Linked DNA regions of Macaca mulatta: region 1 is linked to region 2. The links are chromatin contacts, called in public Hi-C maps. All regions are on one chromosome and are shown on one strand. Each heading gives the region's core, a stretch centred on a gene start, on an enhancer-like site or on the middle of the called end of the contact. The rest is flanking DNA. Distances are from core to core; before and after follow the strand shown.

Region 1 (7,114 bases), core at 1,430-3,929, 350 kb after region 2:
GTGATATCACATGGCAGATTAGGAACAGATTCTCCAAAGCCCTTTATCCTGAGGTAAGATGTCTAGACCCAGTTCTTATGGTCTGAGGGATGTTAAGTAGAATGACATATTCAAATCTGTTATCTGAAGAGGACACTGGGGGCACTGTGAGGGAGAATGGGTTGGAAAGAGCCAGTTTCACAGTATTCTAGGCTTAGGAGGAGAGATGCAAGTCTCAAGGCATTGGTAATGGGAATGGAGGCTAGTCTGTATTTCAGGAATGGTCAGATGATGTTCATAGCCAGCATCTGGTAAGTGCTGATTTCATTCTCATAACAACCATCAGAGCAGGCTGTCATTATATACATGAAGAAGCTGAAGCCCAGAGATGCTAAGAAACTTGCCTGACTTCTCCAAAGCCACTGCTTGGAGGAGTTAAATTCAGTTCTGCATAGTGTTACCTGAGTCCATGTCTCACTTCCTATTTCTCTCTAGATTTGGAGGAAAAAGCAGTTCTGAAATTGTAAAATTTCTAGCCTGATGGCTTTTGCTTTCATCAAGGAAGGAGGGAAGAACTTGTCCATTAAATGTTGGTACTCCTGAAGGTTCTTTTTTAGGCTCTATCTATTCTCATCTCATCCTTTGCGATGACTTTTTATGATAAAACTCTGTCATCCACACTCACAACTGTCATCTAATTGCGAATCCATGTTCTTTAGTCTCCTGCAACTTGTACCATGATGCATATTTCCTACTGCCAGTGGGTCACCTCCACGGATATACCACAAGCATGTCAAATTGCTGAGGACACAACCATGCCATTCATTCAGCCCACCAAGCCAAGAGAAAATCTGGGTGTATCTGGATGACTCCTGTCTTCCCCTTCTTATGCAGCCATTATGTTTCTAGAATTAGAACCATCTGAAAATCTCAAGTCCTTCAGGGTTTTTTCGCCTCCTGCCTTTCTCTTTTAGCAAAGATGAATAAAAAGTGAAACAAATTGGCACAATTTGGAGGAGGAAGAAGTAACAAAAGACAAAACTGTCAGAAGAAAGTCATTTCAGGAAGGAGGGAATAGACATAACAAGCAAATTTGCCGTTAAGGAAATGTTTTATTTAGGAAAATTAATACTTAGAAAATGAATTGGATGGAAATAAATTTTTAACATTCCTTCTCTGATGAAGAACTGACCTAAAATGGATGTAGTTCTTTATTCTTGCTTTTTAACCTTGTAGTCATTTTATGTTAGTCATTTGCCCCCATGCAATTGAGCACTCTGTAAGGGATATAATTTAAACATGTCTCAAAACCGAAAACCAGTCCATGGGCAGATCGTTTATTGCAATGATATATAACCACACAACTGTAAATTGGAACCTAAAAATATATAATCTGAAATTTTTAAAAAAATTAACCCAAACTTTAACTTTTTTATAAGGGGTTGTGTTTTAATTCTTCTCTAGCCACTAGGCATGTTTTTCTTTCTGATGCTGTTGGAGCTATAAATAGTAGGTAGAACTGAATGAGATGGCATCACATAAACAACAGAGAAGCCTAGCTTGGCCATTTCTCCTACTCAGATCCCGAGTCAAAATATTAAATGGTGGTGGTTTCAAACTGTAATTTCCTCAAAATTATTTTTGCTTCTCCAATTTTTTTTCCATGGCTTTTTCCTCACCAAAGACTTGTCACTTCTCTCTTTATATAACTCTTGGTCATAACTCAATAATAATGTTTTTTTAAGGAGTGGTAACGTGAGTTTATGCTGTACGTGGTTTCTTTCCCTATCTACTTGAGTCCTTTTCTTCCAAAAAGTAACCTGGAACTTGTGGCTAAAAACGATACATTCTTATAATCTTAATGGCCGAAGGAATGTTGCTTCTTTGCAGAACTTGATAAAGAAATTAGAGATTCGGGACACGGAAACTTTCAGCGCTCGCCCTGAAACAGCGGCCCGGAATCTCCCGCCCACCCGTCCCCGCCCGGATGCCTGCGCGGCGGCGGCGTCCTTCCCTCCTCAGCTGCGCTTTCACTCGTGGCCAGAGCCTGGCTTGAGAGAGGGAATTTTACAGAGAGGGTGTGAAGGACGCAGGGCCGCTTCCAGGCCGCCGGCTCTCAGGCCGCGCTTTCCGGTCCTCACTGCGCGTCCACAGCTCGCCTTGGTTTCTTTTGTTTTCTTCACGCGCCGGCCCCGCGGTGCAGCGGGGAGACTCGCCCGCGCCCACGGACGAAGCCGGACACCTCCGAAGGGAGAACCAGTGATTCCACGGATCCCGGAATCCCCCGGGGCGTGGGACCACCAGGCTGTGGGCGGAATTAACCCTGCCGCAGAGGCGCCGGGCGAGGATGAGGGCGGCGAGAACCGAGCCACACAGCAGCCCGGCGGCCTCTGCTGGCAGGCCCGGCTCGCTCCTCTCGCCCCGGCCCGCCTCGGGCGGGGGTTCCGGCACCGCCCTCCCTACCCCTCACGTAGGCTCGTGGGGGCGGGGACAGGGGGACGAAAACAACCGCGTCCCCAGCCTGACCGGACAGGCCCGGGCTCCTCAGACGGCGCCGCGGCGCTCCCCGGGCCGCGCCGCGCACAGACGGGCCTTTGTGGGCCTCCGCGGAGGGAGGCGCCGGCCGCAGCCACATTCCCCTCCGGACGCGCACGGCTGCCGCCTGCAAGCACCGTCCGCCCCGCGCGCCCGTAGGCTCCTCCTGGAGGCGGCGGCCTCACGCACAGCGTGTTTTCTAAAGTTTATGCTGACACAGCTCCCCGTTCACATGAGCCGGCGCGGCCAGACTCACGCAGGCACCGAGCGTTTCCTCTGCGCCGTCGCCCCCCTACCTCGCTGCGCGCCCCTAACCGCGGCGTCCCGCGTGGCGCGCCCAGCGCTTAAGGTTTTATTTTTCCCCTGCTTCCTGTGGTGCATCGCTTTCCCCCTCTCAAAACCACCACCCAAACTTAAGGGCTGGATGAGTTGGAACTCGTTCGCGTAATTGAAACGAGCAGCTAACGGTGGAAAAGCCAGGAACTATACAGGAAGGGCCGTGCCGCGAGCCCAGGCCGCCGAGAACCGGGCGGGGCGACGGGGTGGCGGGGCGGGGCCGCGGAAGGGGGCGAGGTGGAGGGGCGGGGCCAGCGGGAGGTGGGCGAGACGAGGCTGGCACACCGCCGCCATTGGCTGTTGCCCGACGCACCGAGGCTGGGCGGCTTAGCCAGGCACTTGGATTGTATTTGTGTAATAGCTGCATCTTGGAGCCAAGTGCATGCTCATCAACCTTACTTGCTGGGAAAACCAACTCACAGCATTTTTTTTTTTTTAAGCCGAGAAACGCCTAGGCTTGTAAAGTTTCATCTCCTGCGTGTGCTTTCCTGTTCTTAATTAAATGCTAAAGAGTCTTGTCGGGATATTTTTCATCCTGTCTCTGCCTTGGAGACTTTGGGATCACTGGGTGGTCTCTTGGTCACTTGTAGGTGTTTTAGGTAGAATGTTGCAGTCTGCAATCTAGGGGCATTTGACGACTTTTTCAAGTAAGCTAAACAACACATAAAACTATAGTAGATTAACCAAGACATGAATTTTATCCTACTAGTAGCAATCAGCGATGGCCGCTTTGCTTTTTACACTTTTTTCTCACTCTGTGGACTATAGAATTTGTTTGACCGTAAATTCTAGCTGTTTATTCTCTTGTTGATACTTCTTATGCAGATAACTTATAACTTGTTATGTGTGTATTTTTATCAGACTCAAAGCAACTTAATTTTGGAATTCTGCAAATTTAATTGATGATCCATTATAACAATGTAGTTTAAAGTTTTCGGTGTTGATGTAGAGACAGAATCCAAAAGTATTTTGAGATGGTTAAGAGAACTGGCCTTGAAGAGTTCTAAATATTAACATTCTTCTGTTTGTTTTTATGCCTTGTAGTAATTACCACACGTGTGAATATGCATAGAAATTTTCATGTAGCAATTTCTGTGTGTGTGATCTGTATACAGACAGATTTTATAAAAATAATTGTTAGCAGGGACATTTCTAACCTTGATCATTGTTGTTAACTGATGACATTTGCCAGTTACAGTTTCAATTAAGTTAAATTTCATATTATTTACGTGTTTCATAAGAAGGAGTGAGTTGCATACAAGGAGGTACTCTCGTATTCCATATCCTCTCCTCACTCCTGCGCTTCCTAACAGGAAGAGCAAATGCTTTGTGAGAATAAACACTCACTGGTTACTATCTGTAGGGCAGGATTAGCAACTCCTTTTAGGTTTTGAGCTGCAGTCTCTTGTAATAGTGGTTAAATTGATGCAGGTCAGTGAATTTGGGGTTTACAAGCTTTTAACTCCCCAGCTTTGTGAATACTGAATTTATGGAAAAGCTTAATTTTCTGTGTATCTCAGAAGGGGTAAGTACAATTAAAAAAGAAAACAATACAAATTATTTTACATAAACTGGAGCAATTTGAAAACAGTGTAACTAGAGTTGAGTGAAAAAATGATTTCCCCCCATCGTCCTGGCATGTTCTGCTGTTACACTGACCTGCCATTGGTCATAATGGGTCTGACATTGTAGGTACATCAAAGTTTAGTTTGCAGCCACTATTTTAATGTTATTTGGAAAGTCTTGGATTTTAAAATCTTAACCCAAGTAAATATCAACAAGGTTTATCTATTTGGGAGTCACTTATGACTTCTGCTCCTCCAACAGTAATTTCTATTTGCTACAAACATTTGCAAAGTTTACAGCAAATTTTGAAGTTAAAATTTACCTACCTAATATCATAGTGAGTGGGTGAGTCCTATGCTCCCCTAGGTTTGCTAAAGGTAGTCTTGATATAAATAATACATTCAAGTGAGATTTCAAGCAAGTGTATGGCTTGACTAATTTTGCATGTAGATTGTAGCTACATTATCTCAGGTTATTTATTCTTTAAACTTTCACCAATTTCCCCATTTTAAAAATAGTGAATTTTTATTAAAAATAGTTGGTAACATAAACCATGGCATTCAGCCTACATTTCATATGAGATTTATCTGCCTATGTAGAGATGTTACTTAACTTGAAGGCCTCTTTGTAGAAGAAGGATTTGTCTTACAACGTTTTGCGTCAGCGGTGCTGAAGTGCCGCTCTGTGGAACACTGCATCTTATGCCCTTCCTGCCACAAAAACGATATGTGATTTAACTCTTTCAGGAACTGGGGTCGTTTCATCCCAAACACTGACCAAGGTTGTTTATAAACTCTTGGAAAAACATAACATAAATGAATCTTACTGCCAAGTGACAAGTTTCTTTTTATGTTTGGTTGTAAATTATTTCAGAAACCTCATTTTTGTTTAAAAGCAGATTTGTATGAACAAAGTTGAGTGGACAAATTGAGTCTACTTAATATTAGAATGTTGAAAGGGCTTACTGGGTGTAGATGTTTCATACATCAAAAATCTAGCTTTTCGGGGCTGGGCACAGTGGCTCATGCCTTTCATCCCAATACTTCAGGAGGCTGAGACCGGCAGATCACTTGAGGTCAGGAGTTCGAGACCAGCCTGGCCAACATGGCAAAACCCCATCTCTACTAAAAATATAAACAAACAAACAACAACAACAACAAACCGGCCAGACAACAACAACAACAACAAACCGGCCAGACCTGGTGGCACACACCTGTAATCCCAGCTACTGAGGTGGCTGAGGCAGGGGAATCACTTGAACCTGGAGGCAGAGGTTGCAGTGAACCTTGACTACACCACTGGACTCCAGCGTTGGCAACAGAGTGAGATTCTGTTAAAAAAAGAAAGGAAAAAGAAAGAAAACAATATCTAGCTTTTCATCCTTGAGACTACATTTCGTGCTTTTTGCTACTAAGTAGAAAGGAACTTCATGGTGTAATTCTGGACATTTCTGAGCTGTAAGAAAAAGGTACGGTGATGAAATGTTAAGTGCCATGCTTCAGATCTGAAGGTTGTGTAATAATTTTCATGCCTGCGCTTGTGCAGACGACGTCACCATTGGCTGCAGTTCTGATTTTAAGTTGATTTGCCGGTTTTCATGTTAAAGTTGACATTTTTGTGCAGTTGTATGAAATAACAAAGAAATTTAGTAGATAAATGATCCCTTACTCCAAAGCAAAAAATCTCAAAAACTTTGGCCTCCTCCATAAGAAAATTGTAGCAATTCCCAAATCATGCAGAAATGTCTAGAAATTATCAAATGTAAAATTTAACTCTGTATTCTAGAACACTTTATCAAAACAAAAAGATGTGTTACACAGTGGAAACTAAAGGAATTTTAAGATGAGAAACTATGGGATATTGTTTTAATTCATGTCTGAATATTTGGACAAGATGAAAGTTTTCTGAGCATTGTGGATGGATTACTATGTTGAGAAATGCCTAACAATGATGCGTAAGGCAGAACAGTATTCTAGTAGGACGGTAGAACATTCCTGTTACCTTAAGGAGTTCCCCTCTATCTTTATAGTTAGTTCCTCCCTGTTACACCCAAGCCCTGGCTGCCACAGATCTGTGTTCTTTCCATGTAGATTGGCCTTTTCCAGAATGTCATATGAATGGAATCATATAGTGGGTGGCCTCTTGAGTCAGGCTTCATTTACTTAGCACAGTGCGTTTGAGAGTCATCCATGTCCTTGTTTGTGTCAGTAAAGTCAATTCCTTTTCATTTGTGAGTCGTTTTCCATTGTTTGGATATGATCATAGTTTTGTTTATCCACTCATCAGTTGAAGGGTATTTGGATTGTTTTCAGTTTTTGTCAACTATGATGAAAGCCTCCCTAAACACTCTCATAAAGGCTTTCATGTGAATATATTTTCATTGCTTTTGAGTGAATACCTAGAAGTAGAGGATTGCTGGATCATATAGCAGACTGCATTTACCTTTGTAAGAAACTGCCAACTTCTCCAAAGTGGCTGTAATATTGTGCTGGTATATATATATATTTCAGCTGGAATATATATATATATATATTTTTTTTTTAGGTGGAGTCTCGCTCTGTTGCCCAGGTTGGAGTGCAGTGGTGCAATTTTGACTCACTGCAACCTCTGCCTCCTGAGTTCAAGCGATTCTCCTGCCTCGGCCTCCTGAGTAGCTGGGATTACAGGCATCCGCCACCATGCCTGGCTAATTTTTATA
Region 2 (7,074 bases), core at 2,086-4,585:
TGAGGAAAAGGCTTACCAAATTCCATTTTAATGTAGTCACAGCTAGTTTAACAGCCTCAGGAATAAGGTCTGGCATGCCACTGGGGATGACAAAGAATAACAGGGGCAGGAGGGAAGGGGTAAGGATGAGATTGCCCAGCAGCTAGTTTATTTCACTTCCGTTTATTCAACATGCAGATTTAGTACCTACTGTAAAATTGTTTTTTTATTTGCACGCTTTATATATTATCTCTTATGGTTCTACGGGCTGACTAAGCACAGCTGGGCAGTTCTTGCTTGGAGTCTTTCACACAATTGCAGTCAGACAACAGCTGGGGCTGGAGTCACCAGAAGTTTCCACAGGCCTGGCCATCCAAAATGGCCTATTCACTTGGCTGGCAGTTGATGTTATCTGTTGGCTGGGAGTTCATTGCACACTATCAACCTGCCCACTTGATCTCACCTACACGAGATCCCTGATTCCTGAAGATTGCAGCTGGGTCCTGGTAGGGAATGTCCCAAGAGTGAGCATTCCAAGAGTCCCAAGTAGAAGCAGCAAGATTCTTACAATCTAGCCTTGAATGTCATAAAGCATCAATCCAGCTACAGTCCTGATTCAAGGAGGGGACTACACAAGAGTGTGAATAAAGGAGTCAGGGCTTCTGGGTGGGAGAAATCTTAGAAGAAGGAACAAGATAGGTAGGTAGGTAGGTAGGTAGGTAGATAGATAGATAGATAGATAGATAGATAGATAGATAGATAATGGCTGGGCACGGTGGCTCACACCTGTAATCCCAGCACTTTGGGAGGCCAAGGCGGGTGGATCACGTGAGGTCAGGAGTTTCAGACAAGCCTGGCTAACACGGTGAAACCCCGTCTCTACTGAAAACACAAAAAATTAGCCGGGCGTGGTGGTGGTCGCCTGTAATCCCAGCTACTCAGGAGGCTGAGGCAGGAGAATGGTGTGAGGGGGAGGCAGATCTTGCAGTGAGCGGAGATCACACCTCTGCACTCCAGCCTGGGCGACAGAATGAGACTCCATCTCAAAAAATAAATTAATAAAATAAATAAATAGATATATGATAAATAGAACATAAAAGTTATATATATATTTAGATACGTTATATATGTATATATATTTAGATATATATGTGTATATATGTGCAGATATTACACACTACACAGTGTGCTTTACAAACATTTCATTCACAAAAGTGAGTCCTGTTAGGTAGATATAAACATTCAAACGTTACAGAAGAGGAACCTGAAGCTCAGAGAAGCTGAGTCACTTCTCTGAGGTTACCCAGCAATGACTTTTCCTCTCTGAAATCCAATGGGCCATCTGCCGCTATTAACCCGAAGTGTTCAATGAGCTCTCTCTACTATTTCCCAGGTGCAAGGTTTTGTTCTAAGGGGCATTGTTGGAAATATAAATGATAGAGGAGATATGTCCTCTGCCTTCAAGGATTTTATAATCTAGTAGAGACCAAAAACATTGAGGTAAGATAATTCGTGGCTCAACAAGGAAACCTCTATTATAACAGATCCTCCTTTATCCGAACTACTGAAATTAAATATTAGGAACACCCAATGGAAATTGCCCTGAGAAACCTCTTTGACACTTTTTATGTCCTTCAAAGAGATTGAAAGAAAAGGTAAAAATAAGGAAGATGAGTAAAGGATAGGACTAGAATGCAGGAGCTCTGGAGGAGCCCCTAAAAGGCTATTGAAAGGAAGGCTCCACCGCCACAATAATGTAGAAACTTTCTTTAACATGCAAAAATGTAAAAATGTAAATTGATTTCTTTCTAAAAGGCTATGCAACAGGGTGTATATTTGTGTTTTTCTGTCAAAGAATGGGTTTAAAAACCTTTTTCCCTTTCCCACTGTAGTAGATGGATAGTCATAAAACCCTCCACCGTTTTTATCACACTGTTGATCACTTTCTCTACCTACAGGGCAATAATTTTCCACTCTGTAACCCAATCAATATGCTATCTACCACTAACTCCCCTTGCTACCCTTCTCCTCAACCTCAGTTATCAAATTTTTTTAAAATTACAACTTTAAGTTTCAGACAATTTAAGTCCGTGGTATCTTTCAAGCTATTAGTTTAGTTTTTTACACATTTTTTTAAGTGTCTATGTTCTTGCTGTCAACTTAAAAGCTGGAGAGTTTAAAGAACTTGAGCCACAGTACACCTTATTTGTCCCCTTGCGTCTCGCTACTGCAGCCCTAGGTGCTTTGTATAATGCATGAGTGAACCCCGCTTAGAAATAGAAATGCATTTTCAATAAGTATTTATTATGTTGTTCTGAGCATACAGCTTTAAATTTGCCCGCTGTAGCTTGAAGCATTACACAAACTGTTGGTCTGCTGACTGCCTCTCTGGCAGCAACACACAGAGAAAATAGATTGCTAAGGGTTTTTTTCCCCTCCTCCTCCCCCTCTCCTCTCTCCTCTCTCTCTCTCTCCTTTCTCTCCTGTTTTTTCCTTTTTCTCTTTTTAAAAAAGTCGTGGACATTTTTTAATCTTGTGGCATTTTTAATCAACACGTATTTCCTTCCAAGACCTATGATCCTCTATTGATTCCCATTAAAATGCCTTTCTTTTCTTTGCCCCCTCTGCTGATCGAATTTCAGATCAGCCACAGGAGATGCAACTAACCTTCCGGCACTACTGAACCCAACCGAGCGAGGGTGATCAAAAGGCTTGATGCATTCATTAAACATTCCCATCGCCCGGGCAGGCGCTCTAATGGAAGCTATCTCTCTGCATTGCAATTTTTTCCCCCTTTTTGTCTTCCCCCCACCTCCAAAAAAATGTTTTTTGCCTTTGATCACAAGGGGCGGGGGGAGAACATGAGAACAAAAGAGACCTATCTTTTTCCCCGGGGCTGACGTCAGTTTGATTTTACTGACAACTATTCGAGCGTGTGTAGCAGTTGGAAGCGGCCCCACGCCCGCTCCCCCTCCCACCTTCCACTTTTGGGAGAAAACAAGACTTTTAGCGGCTCCGGAGACGCGCCCTGAAAATGGCCCGCTCGGGCTCTGCGCTCGCTGCCCTCCCGCCCGCTCGGCAAAGGGCATTCGAGGCTTATTTGTGTGGCACGATCTTTACTGGGGCGGAAAACACGCGGCGGGGGAGGAGCGGGAACAGACGCAGCCGGGCGGGGAGAGCCAGGAATGTTCCTCCCCGGCGTGGGGAGAGGAGAGGACACGGGCAGAGAAAATAGTCCCCGCCCGGCGCGGGGCGCGCGGGGTCCGGGTCCCGGGCGGCTCCGGGCGGGGCGGCGGCAAGAGGATTCCGGCCGCGCGGAGTCGGGGCGCAGGGAGCTTCAGACGCCGCGGGCGCGCGTGCGCGGTGCGGCCCCCACGCCCCGGCCGCGGCGGCCTCCGCGGCGCCAGCCTCCGGCTCGGCGAGCGCGGCGGCGGGCGGGCAGCAAAACCTGGGCCGGAGCCGGGCGCGGAGCGGGCGGCGCCGCGGAGTTTGGGCGGCAGCGCGGCCCGGCGAGGAGCTGGAGAAGCCGGCGGCTGGGGGACGCGCGCCCCGAAGAAAAGCCCCTCTCCCGCGTCCCTCACTCGCTCCTGGAGGCCGCAGAGCGGGGCTTGCGATGCCGGTGCAAGTTTCCCAATCAGGCCTAGGAGGAAATGGATGCAATTAGGGCACACACCCGTCCCGCAGTTGCCAGGAGCCTGAAGATCTATGACCGACTTAAGCCATTTCTGGAAAAGTCATATTTTCCAGGCTTTCGTGAAATAGTCATTGCGCCTATTCTAAATCTGGAGGCTAATGAGCATCTATTTCAGGGGGAATGAAAGATGTGAAAAGTAGACTGGGCTCCGGGAAATGTGGGTAATGGGACTGGACCTGCGCCTGGGATCCGCCCACCCGTCCTCTCCCGGGAGCCCCCCGACGTGTGCCATTAGCATAAGGCGCGTTAAGCGCTGCCACAAAGTCCCGAAAAGGTGAATTAAAAAGGATTACTTCTCCCTCAGGATCTTGACTTTTACTAAGGGAAAAGATGCCTTAAAGAAAAGCCGGAGAGAGCTGGAGTGGCCGTGTCATTCCCTTGGCGTCTCTGCTGACCTCCATTTCAGCCCGAACTACACTGGGTTCCAGTTCTGTCTTCCTATTTCCCTGGGCTCCTAGAGGGTGGATACCAAGGCTAATCGGTGTTTGTATCTGCCCCAGCCCTCCAGGGCACACCATAGGTGCCCAATAGATGCCTCCTAAATGAGCATATATTGGAGGTAATAGTAAAATACTACCAAGCATAGAGGAAAGAACAGTTAAAGGGTCAGACGGTGCTTTGTGAAAGGCCAGGCATTTGAGCTGGATTCTGAACACCAACTCTAGTTGGTCTGCAGATGACAATAAAGGCCACTCCAGGTTGAGGGAACAGCATGAGCAAAGCAGGGAACATACAATGAGTAGGCAAGTGGTAAATCTGCATAGGAGGTTACTCAGGGGGCATAGCAAAGGAAGTCAGGAAGCCACTGAATACCTTGCAACACAGGTAACAGCCAGGAAAAGCACAAAACATGCTGTTCAGTGGTTCCGGAATATGGCCGTGCAAATATATAATAAAATAAGGAATGTGGATATACAAAAACAAAAGTAAAAAGAAGAACAGGACAGTTTATAGGGGAATTTCAGAAAAATTACATGAAACAAAAAAGAAATGTCAAGGAAAATCCCTGGCCTGAAACTCCCAGAACAAAACATTTAGTACCATTTGTGGGGGGTCTTTATGTAAGAGGGAGAAAGAAAAGAGGTAACAAAGAGGAACTAGTGTTTTCATTAAAGATCTTTGACCATAATAATGTTTCTCATCAGTGAAAGCATAAGAGACACAGGAGATTTTAGACATCACTGTTAAGAAAGAGCTGGAATTCAGAATTAACAAGACAATAGGGAGAGATTGAAAACAAGATAAATGTGGATCATCAAGGAATTTTAAATAAACTGTAGCACAGTCACTCAACAGAATATTATGCAGTCATTAAAACTGCAGTGTATTTCTTGGAAGGATGTTCACAATCGATTGTTATGTGAAGAAACAAGTTACAGATGATCAGATCTGGAGGGGCATACTTAAATGTTAGCAGCGGCTCTCTCTTGATGTTTTGATTGTTAGTGATTTTTCACTTTCTCCTTCATGCCTGTAAGTATTACCTGAATTTTTACAATGAGCAATTAATAAAACAATAAATAAATGAACACAAGATTAAGCAAAGTTTTAATCTTGTGAAAATGTTTGTAAGTTTTCTGTTGTGAAACTGAAATGATGTCTGTGGCACTGGAAATCCTCAAGGCAAAGAAAAGAAGAGAGCCTCCCGAGTCACACTAATCAGAGGCCTGCACACGTGCTATTTGTTACTCCCTGTACCATCTCGGTCAAGCTACTTCAAGACCTGTCTGGGCCTCAGTAACCTGATCTCGAAATGAAGGGAATATTAGCATCTACCTAACAAGTGGTTGTGAAGACCAGAAACGATATCTGTAAAACTCTTAGTGCTTGGACCCCACGAGGTGCTCAGGGCTCCATGGGTGGAAGCTCTCATAGGAGTGAAGAGCATAGACTTCAGAAAATGCCTTTCCTCTCGGATCCTTCCTCTACCACTGTGGTGGTCATTAGAGCTGTCTGCAAAAATTCCTCCTCTCCCTTTCAGATAATAAAAGTGTACTTCCTCGGCCCTCTGAAGTTACAGGTACCATGTGACAGCCTCTGGCCAATAAAATAAACAGAAGTAGTGTGGACATTGAGCACTTTGCCGTCTTCTCCTTTTCCACTTGCATGACAACCAGCAGTGTCCCGGTAGTGTCTGCCGAGGTCTCAGATTGAGGAAGAAGCCTCCAGAGACCTTGGTAGACATTTAGCAGGAGGGAGAAATAAATCTTTGATATTGTAAGCCACTAATATTTGGGAGCTCTTTGTTATCAAAGCCCGGTTTAAGTCATCCTGACTGACACAGCTACTTACTAGTTCCATGACCTTGAAAAAGTGACTTACCTGCTCCAGTTTGCCATCTCTTCCCCTGTAAAATCTAGGTGTTAGCATTCCTACTCCATAGGGTTGGAGGGAAAAATGAGTTCCATGTCCAAAGTGCTTGGCACATCCTGGCACCTGCTAAGCATACGTGGAATGACAGAAACTGTTATCATTTCACACACTGGCTTCTCTCCCCATCTCTTAAATGGGAGCAGGTGTCAATGCCGAGAGGATCATCTGATGCTTCTACCTTGTCTTCCTACCATTGGATTTGCCTTATGGCAGTCATATGAATGGAGATATTACCTCTGAATAAGAGATGGCAGAGGCAATGTAGGTAAGAAAACTCATTGAGACATTATTTACCATGTCCTTTTCATCCTTGGAAGAAATTCCAAATGTTCATGTCCTAGCAGCGTCAGCAGCCACACGGCCAGTAGGAAAGCTCTCTACCACGATGGCCGAGGGAGTCCTCTGGAGAACTAAGAGCACCAGAAGGTTCCAGTGACCCTCAGGGTCACACAGAGAGCATGAATGAGATTTAGAGAGATGGCTATAAGGATGGTGATCATCAGTTTCTTCTAGAATAAACCAGTTTTCTTATCCTCTCTGGATCATAAAAATGCAAGTGGTATTGAATGTGTGTGTGTGTGTGTGTGTGTGTGTGTGTGTGTGTGTGAATGAGACTTGTGTGTCAGGTTGTTCTGATGCTCTGTGGACTCCCCTGCTTGTGGAGTGGAGAGCATGTGGCCATTTAAAAAAAAAAAAAAATCTGGTTTTCAGGGCATAGGAAAGCTTTGTATCCATTACTACCTAATCAGGAAGGCTTGCGATTCTGACAGCAAATGAACAGTCCTCTGAGGGTGTTTGGGCATGAGGCCAAACACCTCAGAGAATCCAGGAGTGCAATGCATGGCTCTTCTCCCCAGCAGGGCTCAGCAGGGGTATGGTCACACCTTCCCAATTTGGAGAGGGATATAAGCCCAAGGAAATTCTCAGGCAATGCACAATGAAGTCTCTATTACCTGGATTTCAGTTACTCAAGGCTCATGTGAAGTGAGGCACTCAGAAAACCTCTTCACTACCTCTGAGAAAGAGTA

Evidence for each region. Hi-C and Micro-C count contacts between places; a contact is called where the count stands out from the background.
Region 1: a Hi-C map of liver shows a contact between it and region 2, with 3 times the contacts expected there. The contact joins two enhancer-like sites. A contact is called at or near these places in 3 of 14 Hi-C or Micro-C datasets (fetal cortex germinal zone, fetal cortical plate and liver).

Annotation. Positions count from the first base shown.
Region 1 is chr4:75,870,677-75,877,790 of T2T-MMU8v2.0, forward strand. The region is part of intron 4 of ARID1B (AT-rich interaction domain 1B); the gene reads left to right. Among named protein-coding and RNA genes, the nearest start is that of ARID1B, 260 kb to the left of the region's middle. Within about 2 kb of position 2,680, at least 23 of the 40 cell types and tissues checked have an H3K27ac peak or open chromatin away from gene starts, as enhancers often do. A contact at or near this core is called in liver, where this site is marked.
Region 2 is chr4:75,521,971-75,529,044 of T2T-MMU8v2.0, forward strand. No RefSeq gene overlaps it. Among named protein-coding and RNA genes, the nearest start is that of ARID1B, 94 kb to the right of the region's middle. Within about 2 kb of position 3,336, at least 37 of the 40 cell types and tissues checked have an H3K27ac peak or open chromatin away from gene starts, as enhancers often do. A contact at or near this core is called in liver, where this site is marked.